3 separate regions of the Mus musculus genome follow, and all the other regions are linked to region 2. The links are chromatin contacts, called in public promoter capture Hi-C maps. All regions are on one chromosome and are shown on one strand. Each heading gives the region's core, a stretch centred on a gene start, on an enhancer-like site or on the middle of the called end of the contact. The rest is flanking DNA. Distances are from core to core; before and after follow the strand shown. Region 1 overlaps Zbtb20 (zinc finger and BTB domain containing 20). Region 2 holds the start of 4932412D23Rik (RIKEN cDNA 4932412D23 gene). Region 3 overlaps Zbtb20 (zinc finger and BTB domain containing 20).

Evidence for each region. Promoter capture Hi-C pulls out the DNA fragments that hold promoters and counts their contacts.
Region 1: a promoter capture Hi-C map of liver shows a contact between it and region 2, with 3 times the contacts expected there. The contact joins the enhancer-like site here to the promoter of 4932412D23Rik in region 2. A contact is called at or near these places in 8 of 39 promoter capture datasets (3T3-L1-derived adipocytes, cranial neural crest, frontonasal cranial neural crest and 4 more), 1 of 115 datasets of contacts at active chromatin or transcription factors (bone marrow-derived macrophages) and 1 of 9 other capture datasets (pancreatic islet).
Region 3: a promoter capture Hi-C map of hippocampal neurons shows a contact between it and region 2, with 5 times the contacts expected there. The contact joins the enhancer-like site here to the promoter of 4932412D23Rik in region 2. A contact is called at or near these places in 3 of 39 promoter capture datasets (hippocampal neurons and liver) and 1 of 484 Hi-C or Micro-C datasets (muscle stem cells).

The regions. Positions count from the first base shown.
Region 1 is chr16:43,128,441-43,133,530 of GRCm38.p6, forward strand. All of the region lies in intron 2 of Zbtb20 (zinc finger and BTB domain containing 20), which reads left to right. Among named protein-coding and RNA genes, the nearest start is that of Gm25873, 4.8 kb to the left of the region's middle. Within about 2 kb of position 2,296, at least 73 of the 459 cell types and tissues checked have an H3K27ac peak or open chromatin away from gene starts, as enhancers often do. A contact at or near this core is called in liver and pancreatic islet, where this site is marked.
Region 2 is chr16:42,872,475-42,876,957 of GRCm38.p6, forward strand. 4932412D23Rik (RIKEN cDNA 4932412D23 gene) reads right to left here and starts at 3,113. Exons shown (of 4, transcript NR_040521.1): 1 at 2,958-3,113. It also overlaps a transcript of Zbtb20 not described here.
Region 3 is chr16:43,070,086-43,075,114 of GRCm38.p6, forward strand. The region is part of intron 2 of Zbtb20 (zinc finger and BTB domain containing 20); the gene reads left to right. Among named protein-coding and RNA genes, the nearest start is that of Gm25873, 54 kb to the right of the region's middle. Within about 2 kb of position 2,911, at least 30 of the 459 cell types and tissues checked have an H3K27ac peak or open chromatin away from gene starts, as enhancers often do. A contact at or near this core is called in hippocampal neurons, liver and muscle stem cells, where this site is marked.

The DNA of each region.
Region 1 (5,090 bases), core at 1,046-3,545, 260 kb after region 2:
AATGAATGCATTACATTCAACTCAGCAAGATGGGTGCAGGAAAAAATAACAAGAATCTGCAAAACAGGAAGGAGAATTTTGTTAAAATAATTTTGTAAATTATAAATAAGAAAATTAAAGAGGATACATTAATAATTCAGAATTTATTTTCTTTTTAAGAGAATAAAAAGCTAAACAATCTAGTATCAGTTGACAATTACTAAATTATAAAAAACACCTACAAATACATAAAAGTAAAAAGAGAGTGGAGAATTAACTCAAGAAATGAATTAAGTTTAAGCTTAATATAACATTTTCTTTAGATTAAGTTAAAACTTTCAGTTTAAATTCAGATAAGTGAATTTACATAAATAAAAATCACCAAAGAGCTACAAAATAAGTAAGAAATTCATGTTGAAGAACTACCACCAAATATATATGTACCTGTATATATACATACTATGGCATGTACGTGTGTGCATATGTGTGTGAGTGAGTGTGAAAAGAGTGAGCTGTCCTTCACAGCTCCCTTTAGGATGCAGTGTCATTACACATAGAACAATATGGTCTTCTTCCTACCTGTTTGTTTTGCTCATGGTTGTGACAGTGGCAGAGCCCGTTTTCTGCTAACTATATGAGCATTGTTATATAGAGGAGGTTTGGAGGCTCTCGCCTAGTGTTTGCTAGGTTAGAGGAGGAAGTGATTATCAGTACCAGCTATGGTCGTGCATAAATTTCTTGATCATTAAGTTTTGTTTAATTTAGAAGAACATAATCTATAACCTAGAGATAACTACTGTCTTTGAAAACTACCATAGTGTGAAATATAAAATTATACTTTTACTTAATGATAAACATTGTCTTCTTTGAGTGGCACTTAAAATTGAGAAAATATTTAAAACCGACCATACTTGTATAACTCAGCATATTTATGTTAGCTATAATTAAGAAATAAAGAACAAGCCATACAGTAGTGGCTCACACCTTCAATCCCAGCACTGGTGTGTCAGTGATAGGTGGATTTCTGAGTTCAAGGCCAGCATGGGCTACAGAGTAAGACCCAGGATAGCCAGGGTTACACAAAGAAACCCTGTCTTGAAAAACAAAACAAAATAAAGCAAAACAAACAAACAAAAAGAACAAATAACAAAAATTAGTTTATACAGTCATGAGTAAGATAAGTGGTTTGCCTTTATTTTCAATTTTAGAAGCATTTTGGTTATATCTAATCATGGTTAAGGATAAAATATGTCCAAGATATTGTTTATGTTCAAAATATTGAACTAGTTTCTTTGTAGTCAGTTTTATTTTGAATATATAAACAGTTGTATAGAAATAAATTATATAAAGTTTCAAAGATTGCTTAAGTTGAATATGCAGGACAAAACCTCAGGGTCTTATACTTAAAGGGAATATTGATTTATGTTAAATTTTAAAGGAATTGATTAGATTATCCATGTTGCCTGGTTAACACAGCAGTCTTGTGCTCTTGCCACAGATTGCCTTTAAAAAAACGCAGTGAGGGTTTTCCTAGGGAGCCAGTGCCTCTGAGTTCTTATGACACATGTATTTTTTTAACATCAAATTTAATATTTTGACAACATATGAACCACATGCGAGTACTTTGTCTACAGGTTTTCTGTTGGGCAGGTGCCATCTGTGGTTGTGAAGCCAAGTGTTCTTCTGGGGCAGAATAATCGAATCAGAGTTAATGGGGTGACCATCTAAGCAGGGCTCTTTGTCATTAAGGTCCACTCTTGTGATAGTAGCACATTATCCCACTGATTGGATTTGTAGGAAGGCATCCACCTGTGGCCCATGTTGGCAGACAAGAGACTGACTGCAGAGGCAGCCCCGGCGAAGGAGAAGCAGGGGGTAGCTGTCCTGGGCAGCAGAGGCTTTGGCTGGAAAGCCACACTTGCAGGATGGCTTAAGCAATACAAGTAGGTGCGTGACTCCCATGGTATTTGGTTCATGTAGGTCCCAAAATAAAGCAACCAAAAGCAGAGGGTTAGATTCTGTGGCATTGGAAAGGAAGGATTTATCTTGAACAAGTGAAAAGCAAAAGCCTGGGGAGACCCACAGCCAGCTGATGAGACAAGATTTAAGCACATGGAGCCCTTTACCTCCATCTCAGGGATGATTTTCTGTTTGGATGAGAGCTATTGTAAGAATTTCCATGTCTGTTGGGGGCACTGAAGTTCTCACAGACTATGGTAAACACAATTTGGCTCACACGCTCTCATAATCAGGCTGACTTGCAGTGAAACAGAGAGTGCTCTATAGCTGTGCCAGGCCTCTAGCAGTACCAACTGTTAAATAATAAACAGGCCCTGTTTGTTGGCAGCCTCTTCCCCTCCTGCCAACACGGAGTGCCCATTTTCTGGGTTTACCTGCCCGCATGTGTTCAGACACTCAGAACAGTGTGTGTGTTGTGTGAGGCAGTGATGGCGTGAACAAATCAGTCTACATCTAATCTGCTTAGTTTATTATTCCCTCAGGACATCGGGTAAGCTAGCAGACATGCAGGGCTTGGGCAGCACAAACAATGGCCGTGCTGTTGTTCTAGATAATGTTACAGGCTTTGAAGAGGGCACTAGCTAATTGTTTTTCTTACGTTTATTTTCTCTTCCTGTTCTTTTTGTATTGGTTTGGTGGAGTATGGATTAGGGAAAATGAGAATGAATCTGCCAATGAGATACTTTACCTCAGGAAGTTAGAAAGTATCTGGGCTGGTTATGTTATTTCACTGGCAAGATGTCTTTGTTTAATGTGCATTGAGTAGTGAGTCATTCTGGAAGTACTTTCTCAAGTCCCACAAGGTACAGATAACCCCAGAGAAGATGCCCACACTTGGCTCAGTGGGTGTGTCACACTATAACTAAAGCATCAAAGTCCATGGTGAGGTCAGACTTCTTCCCTATACCATCACTAAGTGCTATGGAAGGGCAGTGTAAGTAAGATCCAGTTGGAAGCAGTATCCACCTAGTCTCCTTCATGCTCCAACCACCACCTCCCTTTCTCTGAAGGAAAGATTCCTACATGTCCTCTATACAGTCACTGTGATGTTCTTCTCCCAGGAAAAGTCCCTTGATAATGTTAGTTTTACAATGCTGCTTTGGCCAAATGAATTTCATATGTTTCACAGATGTAGTGCTCAAAAATAGACTCTTAAAATTCCCACACCCTCTTCAACCCCAGCAAAGCCACGATGCTCATCGCTAGGAGTAAGCTTTGTATGTTTAGGCCTAAGTGACACATTTAAGTGGAGTTCCTAAGCAGCATGAAGGGTAACTATGAAGCAAAAGATATTCATTCATTCATTCATTTCCCCCCCCCCCAACCGCCTTTCTTCTTTCTCATAAGTTAAGTGAAAAGAAAGACCTTAACTTTCTTCTAATGGCAATATCATTATGAAAAATAGCCTTTGTTAGACGTTTCTATTATAATCCATTTGTTTAAAATTGTCATTCACATTCCCTTGTAATGATGGTTCCCACATGATGAAGCTCTTCGTTGATTGGGAGAGCAAAACCATTTGCTTGCATGAAATGAAATTTCATTCTCAGATCACTAAATACGGGCTACACTGTGGAGTAATCATTCAGTCTTTTTGACTAGGATATTTTTAGATCAAAAGTAAATAGTTGGATGACAGGCTCTGGTGACAGCACAGTCTGTGGAGGTTCAGAGTGTTGGGCTGTGATATCCAACCCAGTCTTCTCTGGATTTATCCCTCAACAGTATGCAGTGGAAGCTAACTTTTATTTCTTTTCATTAAAAACTCAAGGACCTCTTTTCTCACTATCTTTTGAAAAAGACCTTGCTAATTCAGCCTAAAACTTGTAGTTCTCCTTAAATTTACATTTATTTTGAGAATTAATTTTTAAAATCTTACCAGTATATTCTCAGTACTAGGCTGGAACCCTGAGCCTCTTGCATGCAGAGCTCTTCCTGTGAGTTATCTCTCCTCCCTATATTCGGTCTGCTCTTGACCATGGTGACCTATACAGCATTCACCTGGAATGGTTCAAAGAATGGCACAAAATTCATAGGGAAATAGTTAATTAAGGAAGGGGGAGGGCAAGCCTAGACCCCCTAACTGAGGAGCTTTTGTCCTTAATGGCTTCCAGCACATGGGGAGTCAGTTTTCACTAAAGATGTGGCTTCTGACTTGTGGGCCTGTGAATGGCCTGACAACCCTGAGTATGTGGGCGGCATGAATTGGATAAGGCGAGGTAGTTATAAATGCATATTTGAGAAAAATGAATCAAACTTGGAAGGGTTTGGGGAAGTATGGTTTGGATCTGGGTGGATCAAAAAGCATTGTAGAAAATTATTAATGAATTAATAAAAATATTTGTGAAGTGAGTGGCACTCTATGACAAGGAATTGGGTTTACTGTTAGGTTACTATTAGTAAGTGGCACTCTACGGCAATGAGTTGGGTTTACTGTTAGTTTGCTATTAGTAAGTGGCACTCTATGGCAATGAGTTGGGTATACTGTTACTTTCCTGCTGTAGCTTCATTCTTCTTGTGATAATGTTTTCAAAAGTGTCATCCAATCAAATTAGGGCCAGATTAATTTGTCTTTATATAAATCAATGTTTTATTCTTTTCTACTTGGCCTTCCAACCTACAGGCCTCAGAACTCCACCAAACCCCTGAATGGGAGTAGTCCCTAATAGAGTACTTCTCCAGCCCCAAGCTCAGGAGCGTTCCTGAGTTCCAATGTCTAATTTGCTGTGAACAGAAAGGGAGATGCCACAAGTTTTTCGGATCGTCTCTCAATGAATAAATAAGGTCAAAGAACAGCGTTTGTGTTGTGATCGGATATGTAGGCATGCATGTTTGTAGGTACACATGCCCCTACCACTATTTGTTCTACTCTATGATATGTTTGATATAGAACACATTTCACACTTGTCTGTTCTGTGCTTGTAGAACTGCCAATCTATAGTTAAGGTAACAACTGTTCCTAGTGGTTTAGTTGCTCAAATTCATGAAAATCAGACTGGCTATTTCTTTTTTCCCCCATTTATTTTATTTATTTATTTATTTATTTATTTATTTTTATGTATAATTTTTCTCATGTGTTTATTTCCTTAAGC
Region 2 (4,483 bases), core at 1,863-4,362:
TTTGTTATCAGTGAGCTCATGTATAGAAAAGCAGGCCTGTTCTTTAAAGGGTAAAACTATTAAGTGATGTGTATCATATACAGGGTTGTAAGTTCCCTAATGGATCTTCTAAATACCAATATTACGTCGGCAATAAGAGTATAGCCATCCCAGAGAATAATTGTTTTTAGGCAAAAGTGGGTTTATGGATTCAAGAAGTTCCAAAGCCTTTCGCTATGCTGGACATTTATTGCTTTCTCCTGTGGGCTTCTTTTGAATACTTACTGGTCACTGAGGTTTTCTCAATTGTCTCTCAGATGTAAATATTTTATATTTTCTGATATACTACAGGATTTTATATATCACATCACTCAGACTTTCTCTACTTCACCTAGTGGTGCCGTTAATTATGCTACATGGTATATAGTTATGTTATATATGACCTCATATATTATGCTGCAGCTATGTAGTGCCCTCATAGAATCTAAGTCCCATGAGAGTAGTAACTGATTTATTTTTTCATTCAACATAGTGATAATTTCAGTGTATTCCGATTTTTCTAATTCCTTTGGAAGGTGGTGTTTTATATACTCCCACGTCGTAAATGATGCAAACATGCACAGCAGAGTAATTTGTTTCTTTTCTTTAAGAAGCAGAGAACTCTGGAGGAAAAAAAAAAAAAGCCAAATCCAGTCTTAGTTTTGGTATTTTTGTCTCCATTTAAAATTTTTAATTAGTGTGAAGAATATATACTTATGCTTGTTGAGTGAATGAAGAAATAGACTACTGGAAAGAGGCAAACAGATTGTGATTCGATGACTAAAAGACATTTTTATAAACCTTTTCTAGGCAACTGCTAATCTTTTATTTTTGATCAACTTTTTTTTTCTTTAATTTCTTAACCTTTTTGGACACAATTTAAAAATGTTTATTCATTCATTTAATTTTGTGTTTGTGTAGGTACATGATGCAAGTTTAGAGGTTAGAGGAAAACTTGGGGCAGTTGGTCCTTCCCTTCTACCAGGTGGGTTATGGGGAATCAAACTCAGATCACCAGGCCTGGCATCATCCCCTTCACCCACTGAACTGCCGCACCAGCTCACCAACAGGCACTCTCCAGTTCTCTTAAATGGTAAGGAGCAAATATCTCATGCCCCACAATTAGGGCATTCTTAATACATGTCTGGGGTGTCTCTGTCTGGGAGAAACAAAAACCCACAGTAGTCAGGGTAGCCATGCAATGTAAACATGAACACTGAGATATTCCTTAGAGCTCAACGCCTTTTAACAGCAGAATTGGACAGTAAAAAATACAGGTAGTAACACCCAAGGCCTCACCTTGTCACTGTTATATATTTTACATAGTTGCCCTTATGATTCCTCATCATAATCCTCACATTTACAAAACACTGCAAAGTATCTTTAAAAATTTATGAGAAATGATAAGAATTTGAAGTAGTCATTTCTTCTTAAAGTTATGGGGTTAAGTAGTTGCCCACTTTTGTTAAATTTTACTTAATTTTCTCACGTGAAGCTGATTGTTCTGCACAGACTATTTCCTGTAAAACTTTTACTTAGAGTTTATACACAAATTTAAATCCACACTCGGTAGCACTTTTTACTTTGAACATCCTTCAGTTCTCTTATATTTTAAGCAATTTCTAGATTCTGATAGCCACACCCATAATCTTCAGAAAGGCCCTAATGTACTAATGAAGTCAAGGCCTTGTGCTATTTTTTTTTTTTAAGTCAGGGCTAATTTTGTTTTGCTTATGGTCTGCCAGACTTCTACTTAGTCAAAGCAAACATTTGGTGTTCAAAGTATTTAGTGTGTGTCAAGGAAACCTACGTGAAATCCAGGCTTAAACTTACTTCAAGTCTACCAGAATCTATTTTTCAAGTCTATAATCTATAAGATTATTTTCTGTATTAATAACCAATACTACAAATACAGTTTCTTTGTATGGTTGGTGTTTCTGACAAATCCCTTTCGTGACAAATTAAGCTCCTTAAAAAGTATTAGTTCTTATTTTGGCAGGAATTCTTTTTCTTTGTAGAGTGAAAAGCCATTCTTTTTTCCATCTTAGTCCTTTTAAGGAATTCTTTTCAGGAATCTATCCTTGGCTTCCTGCTGGCCTCAGGCCTCACCCCCTTCCTCCTCCACCCCGCCCTTGCCTGACCAGTATTTGTTAGAATTTGGCTCTGGGGAGTACTATGCTGAGTGACAAATGGATGAAGATGAAGGTTTTATTGAAGCATCTGAACTGCATTTAATTTTCCGTGTTGCTTTATTCCTTCTAGCTCCCAGGATATTGAATTTTGTGGGCTTCAGTTGGGTCGTCAGTACTTCAGGCGTTTAGTAATAAGAAACATAATCTGCTTTTTCCGGTAGGATAATAAATCCTCATTGATATTAAGGGCGGCTCTCTGCAGACGGTTTTACACGGTATTTTTCTGTAGAAACACATTCCCTGGGAGTCCTAAAACTGCTCCCGCCTCTCTGTCTCCCTGGGCCTCAGGTCGCCTCCCGCCCAGCGGTCCCTCCCACCGCCAGGATCCTGCTCGCTAGGACATCCACTGCCCGTGACCACGACACCCCTCCTCCCTGCACTGAACCCCTTCCCTCCCCTCCCCCTCTGGGCGAGCCAGACAGCGGGTAACCGCCGCCTCCGCTGGGGCATCCCGGCTCCATAGGCGGCGCGCGGCAGACACCTGCTTCTCACTGGCCGCCGCCGCTGCCCCTCACCCCGCAGTCCCCGCGACAATTGGCCCCGGGCCGCCGCCCGTCATCCTCTAGCCCCTCTTGGAGTCCCGCCTCTATCCTCGGGTCATTTAAGTTTATCACAAATAAATAAATAAAGGAGGAAATAGAAATGCGTAGAAAGTAAAAGCAGTCAGGAGGGGGCGGGGACGTGGATGAAAAGGAGGGTGGGGAAGTGGAGGAGTAAACAACCAAACTTGATCGTGCCTATACTGACCAATCACCGATCACTACAGTCCGGTCTGACGGCCTCTGTCGACCAATAGTTTCCCAGCTCTTGGATCACTGAATAACCAGAGACAGCTGGCCTCTCTACACAGGGCGCTGGTGGGCGGGAAGAGTTGAGAACATTGACCAATAGACTGTTAAAACTGCTCTGAGTGAAGTTTCCGCTCACCAGTTGATGCTTGAGATAGCGGATTGGGTGTCTCCTAGGCCAATCAAAGATGACAGAGATGAGAGAAGGGGCAGTTAGGGGAGGAGCCGCGGAGGGGAGGAGGAAGAGTGCATTTTGTTTATGGGCGGCAACCTCACGAGGGCTGTCCAAACGCTATTGGTCAGCTGAAGCAGCGAGTGGCATGCGAGCCGCCCAATAGTAGGACAAGGTAGAGGTTCGCGGCTTCGGGCGCCCAATGTGGGCCTTCTGCCGAAGAAGTAGGGGCGGGGGGAAGTTTAGGAGTTGAGGAAAGAAGATTAAAGAGCGCGAGGAGGTAACGCCAAAAACTCTAATTTGTTGTGGGGCGGGCGGGAGGGAGGGGTGTGTGCGTGCGGAGCGCGGCCGGGCGTCTACGAGTCGCGGGGAGTCGGGGGTGACGGGCCGCCGAGGAGGGGGCGGGGTGGGGCCGTGGCGCGAGTTCCGAGCCGCAGCCCGGGGCTTCTGCCCCGCCCCGCCCCGCGCGCCCTCCCGCCGCCCCTCCTCGCGCCCGCCCGGCGGCCTCGCGCGACCCTGCGGGGAGGGTCCGCCGCTGGCCCGGGCGGGGCGTCCGGTCGTTGCCACTGCGTCTAGTCTCTCCTCCCCGCTTCTGGAGTCGCGGCTTCCCAGAAGAGGAGCTGAGGGGCACCGGCCGGGGCTCCGGAGCTGTTGGCGGCGCCGGCTCCCGCCCCTCTCCTCTCCCTCCCTCCGCCCTCCCAGTCGCTTTCCTCCCGCGCAGAGAACTGGCTTCGGAGAACCCGGGCTTGGGCGCGTAGCCCAGCCTGCCTTGCTCTCACCCGTAGACAGGGGGGCTTGGCAAGGATTGAACCCTGTCCTCCTCTCTTTAGCCTTTGGGCCCCTTCCGAAACATTAAAAAAAAAAAAAAAAGTTAACGCTCTCTCATACCTTGAGACATAAAACAAAACAAAACAAAATAACAAAACCTACCCCATCCCCAAATACAGGAGTATGGTTTTGAAGTTCATTCAAATGTGGTCCTCTAATTGTTTTAATGCTTTTCCCTGTGTGGGGGGCTCTCAGTGTCCCCCTTCAGCCCCTCCCCTTCCTAAGGATGCAGAAGAGGCAGGAGGCAGGGATTTCGTAAAAGTTGTATTGATAAACACACTTGCACAAGCATATGCTAGGCACACACACAGACTATAAACATTAGCGAAAAACACAATATGGCGTACAGCTACGCTACCTAGCTCGGTAATCTGATGATCTCTTACTCCGAACCGGGTCAAATCAGGTCTGAAGAAGCAAGACAGTTCTCCAGCAGAAATCTGAATGGCATGGGAAAACATTTGGAAGCCTGCACCTGATGGTAT
Region 3 (5,029 bases), core at 1,661-4,160, 200 kb after region 2:
CTGGAAGGATTAACAAGTAACTAACTATTTACTTAAGTGGCTGATAAATAACTCTAGTCTGTTAATAATTGTCCATGTGTTTCAGGTAGCTCTGCATAATCTAAGGCAGTCTTACATACCCCCCACCCTACATTGGTCAGTGTTTCCTTGATCTCCTTTTATGCCAGATCACTGTTAACATGAAGCAAATCACATAAATAAAAAATGTAAATATTTAAAATAATTCGTGAGTGTAATTTGTAAGTGATGCATGCTAATGAGTCTGAGCTGTCAGTCAGTGCTACATATATGTAAGTTTTCACTTCACAGTATGAAAGAATAAACATGACATAAATTTTATGTGTCGTGCTCTATTTTTTTAACACATGGTGGTGATAAATGCATCCGCTTGCACACAGTAGATGCTCAGTGAATCTTGCTGGTTTAGTGAATAAATTAGTCTGTACTAGATACAACAGATTTTCAGTCCTGAGTTGTTCTTGCTGTCATTTCACTCTGCATAATTTAAATAAGTTTTACTAAAATGATTAAAAATGTGTTATTGAATTACTGTGTAGATCCTAGAGTAATGGGATGACAACGACCCTGTGTGTACCCTGATGAGGAGACAGAGTGTGTTCTCTGTAGGCACACCTAGTGGAGTTGATGTGTGATTGAATTAATCTATTTCTCAAAGAAGAGATAGATTTACTACTTCCATATGGCACTTTGTAAAGTTTCTTTTACCTCTACCTTAACAATTGATATTTTATTACTATAAAAATAAAGTTTATAATCAACAGTTAGCTATTTATGAACCTAAGTAGAGTAAAATAGTTAATAATAGTTTTTAAATAGTTAATAAATACTCTTATTCAACAGATTTTAGATGTTAGATTCAAGGTCCAACGTCTTAGTTTTTATGTGTATATATTCTATTTTTATATCTTCATTGTCACTACCCTATGCACTTTAAATTATACACACTTGCATAATGTACAATTATCCTATACATTTAAAGATTCCATAAAATTTTAAATGTTTAAGGTATATCAGGAGTTGCAGAAAATACTAGTTTATATGGCTTGATATACATTACTTATTTTCTCTCATAAGACATTCAAATTTCTTATAATTTTTCAGTACCATACAATTATCTTCTATGTTTATTTATTTATTGTTTAATCTGTATATTGTGTACATGTTTGTAGGTTAGAACCTGAATCAAGGCACAGGTGTAAGTCAGAGGACGAACTAAGGAGTCAGTCCTTCTACCATATGGATTCCAAGGATCAAATTATGGTCTTTAGAAGTGGCAACAAATGTCTTGAGCCTTTTCACCAGCTCTAAATGTATCTTTTAACATAGATTTTTATCTGTTTCCAATAATATGAACAGATGCCTAGAACTAAACCTATTGAGAAAAAAATTCAAACTGACTTGTAAATACCTACATATGGCAACCTTCCAGAAGGTTCTTACCAATTCATGCTCACGTCAGTTTTATGTGTGATGCTATTTTATTGAGCTATCATAAAAATAATTACCTATGGACCCTTTGAGCAAAGTTTACTGACCTTATCATGTTGCTGTTAACAGCTAGGCTTAGATGTACATAAATACTTCATTTTCCATTCAGAAAGAATTATGAAACTTCTAGTTTGGAGAATTTAGCTTGTATCCTTTCTGTTCCAGTACATCTTCCATCTAAACTCAAGTGCGTTTGTTTGTTTATTTTCTCACATGTGATTGTCAGCTTCAGGCATTAAGCTGGGCTTGCATGGGGCTCTCTACCAGTCCCTGCTTCCCTAGCAGGTAGTCCAGGGTGTCAGGCTGAGGCACTGTGCAGTATGCCACATGTTTTGGAAGCAGTGCTTCTCATAGACTCAGTCTGCTAGTGATCTGTTGTACCAAAGTTAAAGGAGCATTCAAAGTTTTCTTTCTGCATTATTTTTGTGGACTGCTCTGTGGAAGCACTTTGTTGGCTCGCCAGTGTTCTAGCAGAGTGAGGGCAGATGAATCGGAGGAGTTCTGTCTCAGAGAGCAGCAGTCATTTGTATTAGCAAGGCATTAGGCCTGGAAGAACACCAAGAAAAAAATTCACTTGTATTTTCCTAGTCCTCTAGTGAGAACATTTCCATTGCAGAGGCCATGGTGAGTCTCAGTGGCTTGATGACACTGCTGAGATGCTGTGCGCATACATTCACATATATGAGTAGTACCTGTGGGAACATATGAAGATCAACGACTCCATCTTCCTTATACACTGCTGATCTGCACAAGTTGTATCAGTACAAATTCTGAATTTGGTTTGGTAAGTTAATTTCTGCTTACATGACATCTCTGATTTCCATTTCAGAGTTCTTGATAAATTGCAAGTCTCTTTGTGCCTCATAGCTGCACAGGTATGTATGTGAATTTCTTATAGCTATGCAAGTATATGTATTAACTGTTGAGTTACTACGTCTTGTTCATTAAAACTGCTTATGGATGTCATAATATGCAGTTGTTAATTTTTGATCATTTGTCTTATAAATATTGACAGTTCCAAAGAACTGTACTTTGTAACACATTGCATTGCATATCACTGTAAGAATCAGACACACATTTCTAAGATTTGATGAGGCAGAATAATTTTAATTACAAAGCATTCATCTGGTGAATTCGAGAGTACTTTATAGGACTGTGCTGGTAAAGCAACTGGCATCCGAGGTCAGGCCAGTGGAGAAGCACTGTCTTTGGCAGCTTTGTTTTATTATCAAACTTCTTTGATGTGCTTTAAGTTGTTTGTTTGTAAAGGTTGCTTTAGGTCAGGATGGCTGCATACCTACTCTCTTCTGCACTGTCTCAGTCACCAGATGAACCTGGACAGGGTGGGAGTGTTTGCACTGGTTTAAAATTTCAGCCATGCAGTGTTGTTGTTTCTGGGCAACATGCAGGAATTCAGCAAAGCTTGGTTGCACCTGCTCAGTTGTTGCTCACAGCTGTGTCATAGGAGGGGCAGCACAGTTAAGCTTGTTAGCAGTTTGCCTGTGCTGTGGCGTATCTATGTTTCATGTACTCTTGAGTTAGAAAGATAGGAGGTGTCGACTTTGGGCTATTAAACTGGGCCATTATAACACTCACTGGTTATAGTTTCAAATACTTTTACTTAATTCTTTTCTGTCTCAAATGCTCAAATATTTTTACTATATCTCAACTGCCTTAGATAATGTATATCTCATATAGTGTATCTCTGGAGAAAACCGTGTTGATAATTTTTCGTCCTAAGAGAGACATTTTGTGTTTGGCTTGATTTCACCATGTTGGCAGCCCCACTGTGTGGGGCTGGATGTAGTTATTGATCCATTTAGCTGAACAGATTTGAAAGCATTTGGCTATCAGTGGACACGTGGGGCCCATTCAGAAAGTGTAAGAGTATATTGTGAGGAGATATGACTTGTGCATGTGTCTCTCCTGCAGTTGGGGTTGAAGAAATGGGAAAAACCATGAAATTAAGGTATAAATTCTAGATGAGGGACTAACATACCCATGAAATGTTAAACCTGCTATATTATCATTTAATCAAATCTACCTTCTTGGTGTTTTTCCAGAGTTATTCGTAGTGCAATTCTGTTTCTTTTGTTAATAGCTTTATTTTTGTTCTGACAAACTAGGATATCTTTAAGAGATTTGAACTATTATTGAATTTATCATAGGCAAAGTTCTGTAAGTGAAATACAAACAGCTATAATTTTATATAAAGGTATTTAATTAATTTATTCACTTGTCCCAGATTCCTGATATTGAAAACTTGTTTGTATGGCTTGTAGTAGTCTCCTTAACAAACTAAAAATACTAGAATTTAATAACACAAATTTTAAGTCTTATAACTGCTGTATTTTTCCTGCTATTAGCACACATAGAATCTTTTTTTAAAAATAAAACATTATTATAATATGGCCTGAATTAACCTCTTGTCTTGGGGAATAGGAAACTAGAGACAGAGAATGTAGGGGCGTGCCTGTGCTCCTTACACAGTACCTTGTACAGAGCACTTGGTCAAGGCACGCTGGGTAGCATAAAGCAAGCCTGGCACTGGGGAAGCAGCCCTGTGGTCCCTGAAGGCATGATTCGTGAACAGTGATGGGCTTTACTTTACGATTCACATGGCCAGCTAGATGCTGAGAAGCCTTGTTGTTGAAAACAAGCTTAGATGTAAAAATCTCTTCATCTGCATTGTTAAAGATCAAGAATTACAATACCAGTATTTACTTTATATGAATATTTACTGACTACGTGCAAAATATTTTTATTCTCCCCATTATACATTTAAAGGCCGAGGCATCCATACTTAAGTTCCTTGTCACCTTGGAAACCCTTTGGAGCATAGGCACGAGCAACCTCTCTGCTAGATGCTCCAGGCCTGAGCCTTGCACACTCACTGTGCTCCCTCCTTGCCCATTGCTAGCTCATCAGCTTCACAGAAATAAAATGTGTCTTGACTTGCTTTGGGTCAGGTAAGATCAGAACATATTAAAAAGGTGTAGTTGTTTTACTAAGCAGAACGAGTGGAACCTATATTTATTCTATACATATTTATAATTATGGATTCTATCAGCCTCTGAATCCCAACTGCAAATACATAACAAAGGTAAAGTCAAAGTAGAGCAGCTGAGATGTGCTGTAGGTCCTTCTACGATTGCATTGTGTGTCTTGAGGTGAGCACATTATAATGATACAAGTCTTAAGACAGTAATAACTACTTATTTATTTACTTAGCAACCGAGTACTTGTTCTTTGCTTGACTCAGTAACAAATCAGAATACTTACTCAGGGATCAGAACAACAACGAGGACAGCGGAGATATATCAGTAGGTTTTTTTGTTTGCTTTTTTTAGGTTTCACAACTTACTATTTATGGGACTCAGTTGAATCTCTTGTATCCTCACTTGTAAAATTCTAAAACTATAAATTTTACATGGTATTAATGCACTAAATGTTAGATAGCATGTGTCACATGTTAGTGCAATTGTTAGCACATAGCAAATGCTTAAAACTCCATTCTTCT